2 separate regions of the Mus musculus genome follow, and region 2 is linked to region 1. A link is a contact called in public HiChIP or PLAC-seq data. All regions are on one chromosome and are shown on one strand. The core of a region is the stretch at or near the end of the contact, and the rest is flanking DNA. Distances in the headings are between cores, read along the strand shown.

Region 1 (7,220 bases), core at 2,167-4,666:
TGTGTGTCCTCTGCCCGGACTGCTCCAGCTGCGCATGACAGAGCCAGCTTCCTCTCCCTTTAAACAGAAAGGGAAGTGTGCGCTTTAGCTCCATCTTTTCTTTGAGCAGAGCCTTCCCACACATCTTGGATCGGGGGAAATTTATTGCAGGGGCTCCCTCAGAGCTGAATACTTTCCACCTGTCCTTGTTTAGTTAGCTCTCCTGGTAATTAGTGAACTGACCATGGTTCCTCACACCCGCAGCAAACCGTCCCAGAATTTCCGGTGCCGAGAAACTCTCCAGGAGAGCTCCAGGCAGCTCACCTTTGCCCCAGGAGCAGCTGGCATGAGACAGGCATTTAATAACTATTTGCTGAATAATGCAAATACATGCGTGAATGTCCCAAAGAATGAATAAAAATGTTTAAGTTTCAACACTAATGAGGTGTTATGCAAAAGAAGATAATAAGTGTGTGTTTGCTTTTCGCAGCAGGATGCAATGAGGTCTCCGACTTTGAACTCTGCTTAGAGAAGCTCACTTTTCTGAGCATCCTTTCAGAACAATGCTCCCTACTCCTCTAGGAGATAACTCTTCTTCTTCTTCTTCTCCTTCTTCTTCTTCTTCTTCTTCTTCTTCTTCTTCTTCTTCTTCTTCTTCTTCTTCTTCTTCTTCTTCTTCTTCTTCTTTTTCTTCTTCTTCTTCTTCTTCCTCCTCTTCCTCTTCCTCTTCCTCTTCTTCTTCTTCTTCTTTTTCCTTCTTCTTCTCTCCTTCTCCTCCTCCTCCTCCCCCTCCTCCTCTCCCTCCCCCTTCTCCTTTTCCTCTTCTTCCTCTTCTTCTTCTCCCTTCTAGACTTTTTTTTTAAAAGACAGAGTCTCAAGTAAGCCAAATAAATCCAAACCTATTATGTGTCCAAAACTGATCATGATCCTCTGATCTTTCTGCCTCCATCTCCCAAGTGCTAGGATTGTAGGCACACATCAAGGGTAGGCACATACTGAGTGTAGACATACACACTCACCGAGTGTAGGCACAAATTGTGTGTATGCACACATCATTAGGATCAAAGCAAGGATGTATGCATGTCAGGCAAGCACATACATCCTGTGTGTGTGGTGTATGTGTGGTATGTGTGTGGTATGCCCATATGTATGTATGTATGTGTAGTGTGTGTGTATGTATGTATGTGTGTTATCTATGTATGTATATATGTGTGTGTGTGGTGTGTATGTATGTTTGTGTGTGTGTGTGTGTGGTGTGTGTGTGTAATGTGTGTGTGTGTGTGTGTGTGTGTGTGTGTGTGTGTGTAGCATGGTGACTGAGGGCAGAAAGCACTCCCTGGCAGCCTCTTCTTTTCTGACCTGGGGTCACTCATTGAACCTAGAGCTCACGTCTTCAGCTGGACAGTGAACCCTCAGGGTCAGACAGCCTCTCCTGCTAGTGCAGGGGTTACAGGCAGTGCTGCTGCGTCTAGCATTTCTGAGGGTGCAGGGGGTGCAGTCTCGGGTCCTCATGCCTCTACAACACAAACTTTACCCACTGAGCTGTTTCTCCAGTTCCCAGGACACCTTAAAAATGTTGTTGTTGTGTAATCAAGCCCATGGAACTCTCCATAAATCAGTTAGGTGAAACCTCACCCACACAACCAACCATTACACCTAAAAGGACTGCATAGCTAATACCCCGAAAGTTCCCAATGTTCTTTTCCCATCCTGACCCCAAAGGAAAGAACTACCCTGCAGTTTCCCAGTAAGCAATTGCTAATTTTAGCAGCATCATTGACACACAATTCAGACATGAGACAGTGCGTCTGTTGACAGTCCATAGTTGGAGATTTTTGGTGTAGATTTGGGCAACCGTCACCATGTACAATGTTTCTTCAGCCCTTGTGTTAGTCAGGGTTCGGTTGCTGTGACATGTGATGAGACATCATGACCACAGCAGTGCTCGCTTGTTTCCCTTAGTGGAATTGTGCAGCAAGAGATTTGTTTTTTGTTTGTTTGTTTGTTTTTGTTTTTTGAGACAGGGTTTCTCTGTATTGCCCTAGCTGTCCTGGAACTCACTCTGTAGACCAGGCTGGCCCCTAACTCAGAAATCTGCCTGCCTCTGCCTCCCAAGTGCTGGGATTAAAGTCGTGTGCCACCACTGCCCAGCTCAGCAAGTGATCTTTTGTGATGATTTTTTTCACCTTGCTTATTTCTTGGTCTGTCTATATTGTAGCATGAATGGACAGTTTCTTCTTCTTCTTCTTCTTCTTCTTCTTCTTCTTCTTCTTCTTCTTCTTCTTCTTCTTCTTCTTCTTCTTCTTCTTGCAAAGTAGTATTTCCTTGCACAGATATATCACTCATCAGCTGATGAATGGTTGGGTTGTTTTAGCCATTTCAGTATCATTGGCAATATTATGATTATCACTTATGTATAGGTTTTTGTGTGGATATGTTTTCTATTCTCTTGGGCATATACTAAAGAATTCGATTGCTGAGAAAATGAATCTTCCATTTACTCCTCTGTGTTTTGCAGTGTGAGGAACTGTCAAAGTGTTTGCCAGTTGATTGTATCATGTGCAAGTCTGTCACCCGGGCAGGGGTGTTCCAGCTTCTTGCAGTAGTTACGCTGTGTCCGTTCAAACTGACAACCTTATTAGGTGCGAAAGTAGCTTTTGACTGTAGTTTTGATTGATATTTTTCTGACAAATGATGTGAGCATCTTTTGAAACGTGCATCAGCGGGCTGGTGAGATGGCTCAGCAGTTAAGAGCACTGACTGTTCTTCCAGAGGTCCTGAGTTCAATTCCCAGCAACCACATGGTGGCTCACAACCATCCGTAATGAGATCTGATGCCCTCTTCTGGGGTGACTGAAGACAGCTACAGTGTACTCATATATAATAAATAAATAAATCTTTTTTTGTTTTTCTTTTTGAGACAGGGTTTCTCTGTGTAGCCCTGGCTGTCCTGGTACTCACTTTGTAGACCAGGCTGGCCTCAAACTCAGAAATCTGCCTGCCTCTCCCTCCTGAGTGATGGGAACTCAGGACCTTTGGAAGAGCAGTCAGCGCTCTTTACCACTGAGCCATCTCTCCAGCCTGAAACACTACTTCCTTGCTGATGACTTGCAAAACCTTTTTTTTTCCTCACCTAGATTTTTGTTTTTTACATTTTCTTGACAATACCTATCGACACCCCAACCTGAAATGAGAATGAAGTTCCATTTTTCTCTCCCTTCGTTACTTTATTAATTAATTAATTTATTGGCGTTATGTCAAAGAAACGCATGCCTTGTCCAAAGTCATCAAGCTTCACTCCTATTTTTCTTCTATGAACTTTCTATAATCTCTCATTTCCTGGGTCTGGCCTTTGCATAGTCAAGGCTCTCCCCGAAGCGGCAGCAGCTCATCAGGATTTCAAATAGCGTTTCGCTTCCTGCTATCGATGCTCTAGCATTTCCTCTAATGAGAAAACAGGACGCTCTTAGCCTAGGGACTACAAAGGTGCAGAGCTTGTTGGTGACAGACTTTATGTAGAAGAACCATTTTCCCCTAAGACATTCGATCCACTTTAGGTCCAAGTTTTCCCCTCCGTCCAGTCTAAAATCTTCTGGGAAACATGGAGTAGTGGCTAGTCTTTGCAGGGACTACAGCACCGTTAAAATGATGTCCCACAGACATTTACAAAACCAACTTACTTTACCCACATCCTGCAGGATTATTTTTAGAACCAAGAAGTCAGGCCTTTTCCCTGGAGCGGTAGTTACCAATTATGACCAGCAGGGGGCAGCAGAGGCATGACAGCACTGTCCTAGTTTAAGAAGTCAGGCCAGTCGAAGCCCTAAGCACCATGGGATTAAAAACTACTGAGCATTCAGATCAGCAAAAAAAAAAAAAAAAAAAAAAAAAAAAAAAAAAAAAAAAAAAAAAAAAAATCTGGAAAACCTAGGACATAGTTTGCTCAAACAAACAAACAAACAAACAAACAAAATAAAACCATTGTTATTGTGGTGGTTTGAGTAGGAATGGCCTCTACAGACTCATGTGTTTGAATGCTTGACCCATACCGAGTAGCATTATAGAAGGTGTGGCCTTGCTGGAGTAGGTGTGACCCTGTTGGAGGTCGTGGGTCACTGAGGGCAGGCTTTGAGATCTCAAAAGCCCTAGTCTGGCCAGTATGTCTCACTCTTCACTTCTGACTGTGGATCAAGATGTAGAACTCTCGGGAGCTGGAGAGATTGCTCACTAAGAGAACTGTCTACTTTTCCAGAGGACCTGAGTTCAATTCCCAGCAACGACATAGTAGCTCACAACCATCTGTAGCAGATCTGATGCCCTCTACTGGTGTACTTGTGTACATACAATAAATCTATCTATCTATCTATCTATCTATCTATCTATCTATCTATCTAAAAGATGTAGAATTCTCGGCTCCTTCTCCAGCACTATGTCTGCCTGCATGCTGCCATGACTCCTGCCATGACGACAATGGACTAAACCTCTGAAACGGTAAGCCAGTCCTAATTCATTTTCTTTATAAAAGTGTCTCTTTACAGCATTAAAACCCTAAGATAGCTAAACCCAAAGCACCTACACTTGGAACCTGACCCTTGTCAGAAATACAGTAGAAAGATTTTGAAGTGGTGAGCTTTTTGTTTGTTTGTTTGTTTGTTTTAAATAGGCTTCCAAAAGGGCAAATCTGCGTGCTTAATATAGAAAAGATTGGATAACAGAAAATGTTTCCAAGGAAAGACCATGTTGGAACCTGGAGTTACCAGGGTGACATCTTCCTCATGACCTCCTAAGTGAGCCACAGTCCTGATCCATGCAACACAACTCTCTTAGTGAGGGTTTTACTGCTCTGAAGAGACACCATGACCATGACAACTCTTATAATGGAAAACATTTTACTGGCACAGGCTTACAGGTTCAGAGGTTCAGTCCATTATCATCATGGTGGGAAGCATGGTGGCATGCCGGCAGACATGGTGCTAGAGAAGGAGCTGAGAGTTCTACATCTTGATCTGCAGGCAGCAGAAAGAGACTGTCACGCTGGCTGTAGCTTGAGAGTATGAGACCTTAAAGCCTGCCCTCACAGTGACGCACTTCTTCCAGCAAGGCCACACCTACTCCAACAAAGCCACACCTCCTAATAGACCCACTCCATATGGGCTAGGCACTGAAATGCACAAGTCTATGGGCTTGTCATTCCTATTCAAACCACTAGAGCAGAACATGTGGAAGAAGATCTGTTTGTGATGGCGGACTGGGATATTTTTCATCCACAGCCTGGCAGTAATAATGCTATTGGCTCTTCTTCCTTAATCTTGGGGTCCTCCAATATGTATAACAGTTCATTTCCTTTATTCCAGAATCTTCCATTTTTTCTTTCTTTCTTTCTTTCTTTCTTTCTTTCTTTCTTTCTTTCTTTCTTTCTGTTTTTTTGGTTTTTTGTTTTGTTTTGTTTTGTTTTTTTGAGACAGGGTTTCTCTGTGTAGTCCTGGCTGTCCTGGAACTCACTCTGTAGACCAGGCTGGCCTCGAATCCATTTTCTTTTCTTTTTTAAAAAAGATTTATTTATTATTATACATAAGTACACTGTAGCTGTCTTCAGATGCACCAGAAGAAGGTGTCAGATCTCATTACAGGTGGTTATGAGCCACCATGTGGTTGCTGGGATTTGAACTCAAGACCTTCAGAAGAGCAGTCAGTGCTCTTACCCGCTGAGCCATCTCACCAGCCCATCGAATCCATTTTTCACATCTCATAATTTTTCTACACTATTTCTACTCATGTCCCTCACTTTATCAAAGACATCCCACAATTCCACTTTTTAAAACATTCATTCTTATTTCAGTTGGTAAAAGATATACATTCATTTAGACTCACAATTACTGAATATTTCCTATATAGAAAAAGGCTTTGCCACAAGAAACATACACTGTTGTTAACAAAATGGGACATTAGAAGCCCATTCAGGGGCTGGGTGTGGCGGGTGCATGTTCTTTGCCCCAGCACTTGGGAGGCAGCTACCAGTGGATCTCTGTGAGTTCAAAGCCAGCTTAGTCTACATAGTGAGTTCCAGGCCAGCCAGAGCTCCATAATGAGACCCCTCCTTTTAAAAAAACGGAAGAAGGAAAAGAAGAAAAGCACAGCAGGGCTCTCCGGTCTAAGAAACATTAATCCAAGTTGCCAGTTATTTTATTACCCATTATTCTCATCTGTAAGACTTTCTCTTTGAAGCAGCCTCAGGTCAAAAGATGTCCTGAGTATGTAACAATCTAACCCTTTGAAACAGGAAAATGTAGCCAAGGGTAGTAGTAGTGTGCACCTTTAATCCTAGCACCCAAGAGGCAGAGGCAAGGGTCTCTGCCAGAGCCAGCAGGCTTCGTTTAATGGAGACGCAGAAGGCTTAGATTAAGCAGCCTCTTGCCAAGAAGAAGTGCCAGCCCTGCATTGCCGGGTATTCTAAGTGTAAGAGGAGCCTATAGTTTACACGTGAAATCTTCTGATGTTTAAATGTGACCTGTAAGGGCACTTAAAAAAAAACCAAAACAAACAATGAGCCCTGTTGAATGGGAAACAAGCAGGCCTGCCTTGCTTGCAGCTCCAGCCCCACCACAGAGCACACATCATACCTGAGCCCTCTTTTCTGCCCACGTGCTTCCAGTTTACAATTTCTGCGCAGACTCTGATAATCTCGCGCAGGGACTATTGCAGATGCTTCTGGAATTCTTCCTCACGTCACTCCTCAATGATCATGAACACCTGTAGTGATCCAATGTTGATCATCGCTATGACTTTGAACGTTCACTACGTGCCAGCTACCGTGACACACGCACCTCCCTTAACCTTTCCTTCCCTAGGCTCACGAGGCACTGTCACCCCCAGGCAGGATATCAGGAAACCAAGTGAGGCTCCCTGAGGTCCCGGCTCTAAGGTTTATACTTTGAGACCTTGCGGACTATATTCTTTCCCTATGGCTGCCTATGTTTCAATGTCTTCTGAAACTTTACCACCCCCCTCCCCCTGAGGAGGCCAGGAAGCTCTGTATCTAACTCTTACCGTAAGCTTACTCTCTAAAACACTTTCTGCAAGTCTTTCAAGTCCTTCTCTGAAATGTGGGACCAACTGAGACTGACAGAGTGTTGGGTTCAGGGGTTGGCTCAATCATCTATGGACTTGTAAGGGGTGTAGCCTCTGTTTCTCTCCTTTGGTGTGCTCTCTAACCCTCTGTGCCATGGGTGGGTTGACCAGAT
Region 2 (7,220 bases), core at 1,710-4,209, 760 kb before region 1:
TACCGTTCCCCAGCTGAAGAGTTCTGAATCCACGCCGGATCCTTCTCAACAGTCTGTTTTACAGGAACTTTTATTAACCACTCCTTCCCCGTGATGCAGTTCTGAATCCTCCCTGTAGCAGGGGGTCTTCACTCATGCCTGAAGATGTTTCTTTTCCCGGGTTTCGGCACCACTTGTTGCGCGCGCTCAACTGGCCAGGAAGAACGACGCTGCTACAGGATCCTTCTGCACACGTTTATTCAATCCTGATTCTTCTTGTTTATATCTCCCTTGTTTATATCTCCCTTGTTTTTATATCTCCCTTGTTTTTATATCTCCCCCTTGTTTATATATCTCCCCCGAACCCTGGGCCTCTCACTCCTTTTATACTCTCAGTTCCCATCCACGCACAGCAGGCCACGCCACCTCACCAGGCACGCAGCTTCAGCTAATCAGGGCAGCAGGGGCAAATCTCCACCAAATTGGATTCACCTGTATCCTGGTACACCTGCGCAGCACTCAAGATGTTTGTGTCTTATATGAGGAAGTCAGGTGCAAGTCATATGACTTAGCTGCAGTCCCTGGCGCCTTTAGGACTGCCGCCACACCCGCTCCCCACAAGTACCGGTTTGAGTTTTCCACGTTCTAAGATTCAAATACATGAAGTTGTTAGTAATAGGGTCTTCCCTCTCAGAATATCAACAGTAGTAGAAACGACCTGTGATATTTGGGGGCCGTCTATGGGATCCCACTGACCAACAAAGTCCTGAGGTTTCTATTGGACAGGCTGCGGTGTTTGGGAGTGACACTGTACTCCCATTGTGGCCTTGTTGGAGTAGGTGTGACACTGTGGGCATGGGCTTTTACACCCTAGTCCTAGCTATCTGGAAGCCAGACTTCTCCTAGCAGCCTTCAGATGAAGAGAAGATGTAGAACTCTCAGCTCCTCCTGCGCCATGCCTGCCTGGAGGCTGCCATGTTCCTGCCTTGATAATAATGGACTGAACCTCTGAACCTGAAAGCCAGCCCCAATTAAATGTTGTCCTTATAAGAGTTGCCTTGGTCATGGTGTCTGTACACAGCAGTAAAACCCTAAGACATGTGGGGTGTGTGTGTGTCTGGGTATGTGTGTGTCTGTGTGTGTATGTGTGTGTGTCTCTGTGTGTGTGTCTGTGTGTGTGTGTGTGAATTACTGTGGTCTTTTGAGTATGTCTACTAGTATAGGCTCATGTATTTGAATGCTTGGTCCCAGTGGGCAGAATGATTTGAGAAGGACTAAGATGTGTGGCATTGTTGGAGAAGATGTGTCCCCGGGGACAGGCTATGAGGTCTCAAAAGCCCACATCCTTTCCGGGGCCTCTCAGCTCCTGCTCCAGCACTGTGCCTGCCCGCTGCCATGCTCCCCGCTGCGATGGTCATGGACTCTAGGCCTCTGAAGCCACGAGCCTTCAGATGAAGTGCTTTCTTCGGTATGTTGCCTTGGTCATGGCATAAGCAAGACACTCACTTAGGAGGGTTCCTCTCACGGCTCGTGTTACTAGCGACGTCCTTTGACCTCTCCCCTCTTTGACTTGTGCCTCTCTCCTAGATCCTCTGTAGGCTGACTCACCTTGAGCTGAGCCGCTGCTTCTCACTCAGTGGATGCGTCTCCTTCGTGGCCTCAGTCCCAGTTGTATTTAGGTCACTTTCCCTCTTATCTCCCCATCTGCCCAGCTCTCCCGTCCTCACTTCTTTTTGTGTTATCACTGACTGGGTAACCTTGCCTAGGGCACCCTGACATGCCAAAGCCAGAACTCCTTTTCTACCTCAACTTTGACCTCCTCACCCCCCCCCCCCCAGATTAGTAAATGCTGCTACCATTTACACTGATCCTCGAGCCACAGCTGTGCTCTCTGACTTAAACTCTTACCCCGACAGACAGCGGAGCTTAGTCAAGGCTGCAGCATTAGAGATCAGAGTCTCCCTGTGTGAGTCCTACCCATTTTCACGGTTTCCTTGTTAGAATTTAAATCTGCCTATCTGATAGTAGCACTCTCCTTAGTGTCTGTTCTTGTTTACCAATCCCTGCACTGGCTTCCATGGTTTGCTCTGTCAACCTCATTTTCACAAATGTCAGCCTAAGCCACATACTCTTCCTTTGTAACCAGCCAGTGACATTTAATCTTAGCTCCAAACCACTGCCAATGTTCACAGTTTTCTTTGCTTGGAACAATTTCTTCTTCCTCTTCCTCTTTCCCTTCTCCTTCTTCCCCCTCCTCTTCCCCTTCCTTTTCTCTTTCTCCTCCTCTTCCTCTCCCTCCTCTTCTTCCTCCTCCTTCTCTTCTTTCTCCTCTTCTTCCTCGTTGTCTTCCTCTTCCTCCTCCTCCTCTTCCTCCTCCTCTTCCTCTCCCTTTCCCTGTTCCTCCTCCTCTTCTTCCCCCTCTTCCCCATCCTTATCCTCTTCTTACTCTTTCTGTTTCTCCTCTTCCTCTCACTCCTTCCCCTCCTGCTTCCCCTCCTCCTCCTGTTTCTCTTCCTCTTCCTTCTCTTCTTTCTCCTCTACCTCTTCCTCTTCTATCTTCTCTTCCTCCTCCTCCTCCCATTCTTCTTTTCTTTTTTTGCATGGGATATTATTTCTTGCTTTTACCTTTTATAAGTATGGGCCTGAGTCCCGGCTTCTGACGCTGGGGGATTGTTACCAAGCTTGGTAACCTTAGCTCTCACTTTGCTAACACCAGAGTGAGCTGCCAGTTACTATGGTGTCCTGTTTTACTTTTAGCGTCTGTCTGTCAAGTAGACCGGAGAGCAGATGCCACGCTGGCCTGTCCGGTTTGACAATGAGAGCGCTTTTGAGTTTGGTGTGTGTTGTCTTTCAAGCTTACAAAAGAGGAGAACAGAAAGCTTTCTGTGAATTCCCTTTCAAAGACGCAGGCTGTAAGGAGAGAGGAAGGGAGCTCTAGAAAGGAGGGGATTGGCTTGCTGTTGGAGCGTCTTCATTTTGATTGGAGCACGAGCCAGAGTTTTCAAGGCGGGGGTTGGGGGGACCCCCAGCATCTCCCAGATTTGCTTGTCCATGTTGAGAGTCAGCATACGGGTTCTTCCTTAGTCCTTTGTAAGGTGATAAGCCTGTGTCCTGACCTGCCAGAATTACCTACTGGATTTAGGCAGGTGGTGTTCAGTTGGTGCTTTCCGTACCTGGTGACCTAGCTGCACTCTGGGCTTTCTTCTGCTTCTGCAGAAGCCAGTGGGAATGTGCTGGGCTCTCAGGACCCTGATCACAGGAACAGTGGTCGCTGGGATGAGTGGGGATTTGACCTTTCCTTTTGTGTTTCCTCTCTGCACGTGATCCAGCAGAGGCTTTCAGAAGAACCTTATTTGTGTTACGTTTTAAGGGCGGATGCAGGCTTTCCTGTTTTTAATATTCTCTTCTCTGCTTTCATGGGAGTGACGAAATCTGACCGCGAGTGAGCTCTTTTGAAAAGTATTGCTTCCCTTTTATTGGTGCCTGCATGTACCGGCGAAAGGAAACACCTTTTCTCCCACATCTCTTTTCAGACCCTTCTGCGCCGCTTCTTTATTTTGCACTGCTGTGTGAGTCACTCTTTTTAATAACCTCACACAAAAAAATCATCATTTTTATTTTATGCCACGGACCTAGCCAATGACGCTCTCTTACTTCTCCCTGCGCTCATTTCTTATAGCATGTTGTGTTTGCCTTCATCTTTTATAGGGGTTATTTTGGTTTCTGTGGTTGTAGAAACACCACAAATCTCACTCGAGCTGACCAGCACATTAAAAGTGCTTCAGTGCTCACTCTTCTCTGTGGGAGGAATTTAGGAATAATTGTCCTGCCTTGCTTCTATTAGTCAAGATGGATGCTGTAGTTGAAAGTGGTTGCTTTTGCATTATTGTCTTCATACTTTTAAGGATTATTTTCATCTAATGAGTGACCTTTATTATATTTACTGATCACCAGGGGTCTCAGTCAGTGTCCTGTTGCTGGGAAGACACACCACGGGCAAGGCAGCTCTTACGAAGGTCAACATTTCATTGGGGCTGGCTCAGACATTTAGAGGGTCAGTCCATTGTCAGCATTGTGACATGCAGGCAGACATGGTGCTGGAGAGGTAACTGAGAGCTCTACATCTGGATCCACAGGCAGTACAAAGAGAGACACTGGGCCTGATTTGAGTATTTGAAATCCCAAAGCCACCTCCAATGACATACTTTCTCCACTAAGGCCACACCTGCTCTAACAAGGCCACACAGGGCACCCTGGGGACCCAGCATTCAAAGCTCTGAGCCTATGGGGGGGGGGGTGTTTCATTCTTATTGAAACCACTACACCACCACATTATTTTAAATTCTGTCAACCTTTAAATTCATTAATGATATTTTGACTTATACATCCTTCATAGCCCGGAATCTATACTTGAGCTGATACTTTTTATTTTTTAATTAGATATTTTCTTTATTTACATTTCAAATGCTATCCCTACACCCTTCCCCCACCCTGCTCCCCTACCCACCCACTCCCACTTTTTGACCCTGGCGTTCCCCTGTACTGGGACATATAAAGTTTGCAAGACCAATGGGCCTCTCTTTCCCCTGATGGCCGACTAGGCCATCTTCGGATACATATGCAGCTAGAGACACGAGCTCCGGGGTACTGGTTAGTTCATATTGTTGTTCCACCTATAGGGTTGCAGACCCCTTTAGCTCCTTGGGTGCTTTCTCTAGCTTCTTCATTGGGGGTTCCTGTGTTCCATCCTATAGATGACTGTGAGCATTCATTTCTGTATTTGCCAGGCACTGGCATAGCCTCACAGGAGACAGCTATATCAGGGTCCTTTCAGCACAATCTTGCTGGCATATGCAATAGTGTCTGGGTTTGGTGGCTGATTATGTGATGGATCCCTGGGTGGGGCAGTCTCTGGATGGTCCTTCCTTTCATCTTAGCTCCAAACTTTGTCTCTGTAACTCCTTCCATGGGTGTTTTTTCCCCTATGCTAAGGAGGAATAAGTATCCACACTTTGGTCTTCGTTCTTCTTGATTTTCTTGTGTTTTGCAAATTGTATCTTGGGTATTCTAGGTTCCTGGGCTAATATCCACTTATCAGTGAGTGCATATCAAGTGACTTCTTTTGTGATTGGGTTACCTCACTCAGGATGATATCCTCCAGATCCATCCATTTGCCCAAGAATTTCATAAATTCATTGTTTTTAATATCTGAGTAGCTGATACTTTTTTAAACGAGAAAAGATATATTGATATTTATTTCCTAAACCTGAGGTAATTCACTAAAAACTAGCATATCCCTTAAAAATCATTTGATTAAAAAAATTATGAAAAGGCATAATAAGGAGGTTGGACCATTCTTATTGGATAAGCTGACTGCATATGGTAATATATTGTGGAATATATAAAAAGTCACCAAATTTTGTGCCAAAGAGGGGCCTGAGACAATGGAATTTGCTGGCATTTCGGTGAGAGATTACTGTATCAGTCACAAGGGTGTAAGTGCTGGGAATCCAAGATCGCAAGTGTTATGAATAATTCTCAGGGTCATGTGCAAAATTAGTTTTCAGCCCTTGAATACTTTATGTTTGCAGGGCAGTAACCTTGAAACTGTAATTTATAACTTCTGCTGGGGTTGATAAGAGCTGCTTAGCCCTTTGATTTTTTTGCACACACAAAGCTGGGTCACTCTAAGTCATCTGAAACAACTGGTTGCAAAATTTGAAATTTTACTTTTTGTCAAAGTAAAGAAATATATGTATGTGTGTATGTATATATATATATATATATATACATACACACATACGTACATACATAAATACATACATACATATATAAGGTCACTAAAGTGTAATTCCTGAAGTAGAAAAAAAATCATTCTTGTGAAGTTATGTGTTTAATGGTCTCACCTTTCCATATTCTAAACTAAGTTAATTAAATTCTGTAATTGTATAACTCTTTCTCCCTCCTCCCTCCTCTCCATCCCCCCCCCTCATTTCCATACTCTTCTCCTCCTCTTCCTCCTTTTGTTTTCCTTCAGGATAGGGAATGTAAAATTCATGCGCTGTGCTATATGGTGTTATAACACATTTCATTTAATGCAAACTTTAATGAAATAACTATTATTATAATCCATATTTTAATGGTAAGGAAACTAAAGATCTGTAGAGATCTCTAGGAAATGGGATATTTTAGGGAGGAACTGAGCAGTGGGTCATAATCAGAACATAATATCTATCTATCTATCTATCTATCCATCCATTCATTCATTCATTCATTCATTCATTCAAATGGTATAGGTTGGCTGTCTCCTAAGAGCCAGGCGCCGAGGGAGGCACTAGAAATAATAAAGAATGTGAGAGTCAGAGTCTGTTGAAGGCTGGAGCTCTACAAGCAGCAAGAGAAGTGACTCTGATAGGTCTTAAAAGTGGGATAGATTGGTCGAACCGTTCTCTGGTGATGGGGATGAGTCTTGGAGCATGTTAAGTCGTGTTTGCACGTGAGCAGAGTCAGTACCCAGGGCGCGTGCAGCAGACAGCCGGGCAGATGTGAGGGGGATCAGATCGGAAGCGAATGGCTCTGCTCGGAGCAGCAGAACTTCTGCTAGAGTTGGTTCCCCCTCCTAGGTCAGAAGAGAAGGATACATTTAGGCCGCAGAATGGAAACAGAGCTGTGGTCAGTTAGTGTCCCCTGGGTAGCAGTGGTTTCAGTAGAACCAGGAAATCACGCCTGCAATCTTGGTGATGTGTAGTTGGGAATATTTTGGAACACAATCAGAAATATAGAAATAAGAATAAATTAGTGAAGAAAGAAAGAAAGAAAGGAAGAGAGAGAGGGGGGGGGGGAGGGAGGGAGGGAGGAAGGAAGGAAGGAGCTGAGTTTTGTTTTGAGGCAGGATCTTATCCTGTACACCAGGCTGGCCAGGTTCTCATGTAGCCTGGGCTGGCCTTGCACTCAACATAATCCTCCTGCCTCAGTAATCCTCACAAATCTGAAGCTAGCCTGGGCTACTTAGTGAGACCTTGCCACACAAATGATACCATAGACATAGATACTTTAACTTACAGTCCCAGGCCAAGAATTATAGAACCAATTCAGACAACGTTAGGAAGTGTTTTTCTTTGGATGAAAAGGTCATTTGGAGCACAGTATGCTTTTCCTATGTTAATTTTATTTTTATAAAAAAGATCTGCAAAGGCGCTAAGCAATACCTTCCAGTGTCACCTCTCTGTCTCACTCCACTG

The links. HiChIP or PLAC-seq counts read pairs in DNA pulled down with a chosen protein or histone mark.
Region 2: a contact with region 1 is called in an H3K27ac HiChIP or PLAC-seq map of large pre-B cells, with 4 times the contacts expected there. The contact joins two enhancer-like sites. A contact is called at or near these places in 1 of 15 datasets of contacts at CTCF or cohesin (large pre-B cells), 2 of 115 datasets of contacts at active chromatin or transcription factors (acute myeloid leukemia and large pre-B cells) and 2 of 9 other capture datasets (liver and macrophages).

The regions. Positions count from the first base shown.
Region 1 is chr10:120,121,862-120,129,081 of GRCm38.p6, reverse strand. No RefSeq gene overlaps it. Among named protein-coding and RNA genes, the nearest start is that of Helb, 13 kb to the right of the region's middle. Within about 2 kb of position 3,416, at least 27 of the 459 cell types and tissues checked have an H3K27ac peak or open chromatin away from gene starts, as enhancers often do.
Region 2 is chr10:120,878,705-120,885,924 of GRCm38.p6, reverse strand. All of the region lies in intron 1 of Msrb3 (methionine sulfoxide reductase B3), which reads left to right. Among named protein-coding and RNA genes, the nearest start is that of Msrb3, 17 kb to the left of the region's middle. Within about 2 kb of position 2,959, at least 204 of the 459 cell types and tissues checked have an H3K27ac peak or open chromatin away from gene starts, as enhancers often do.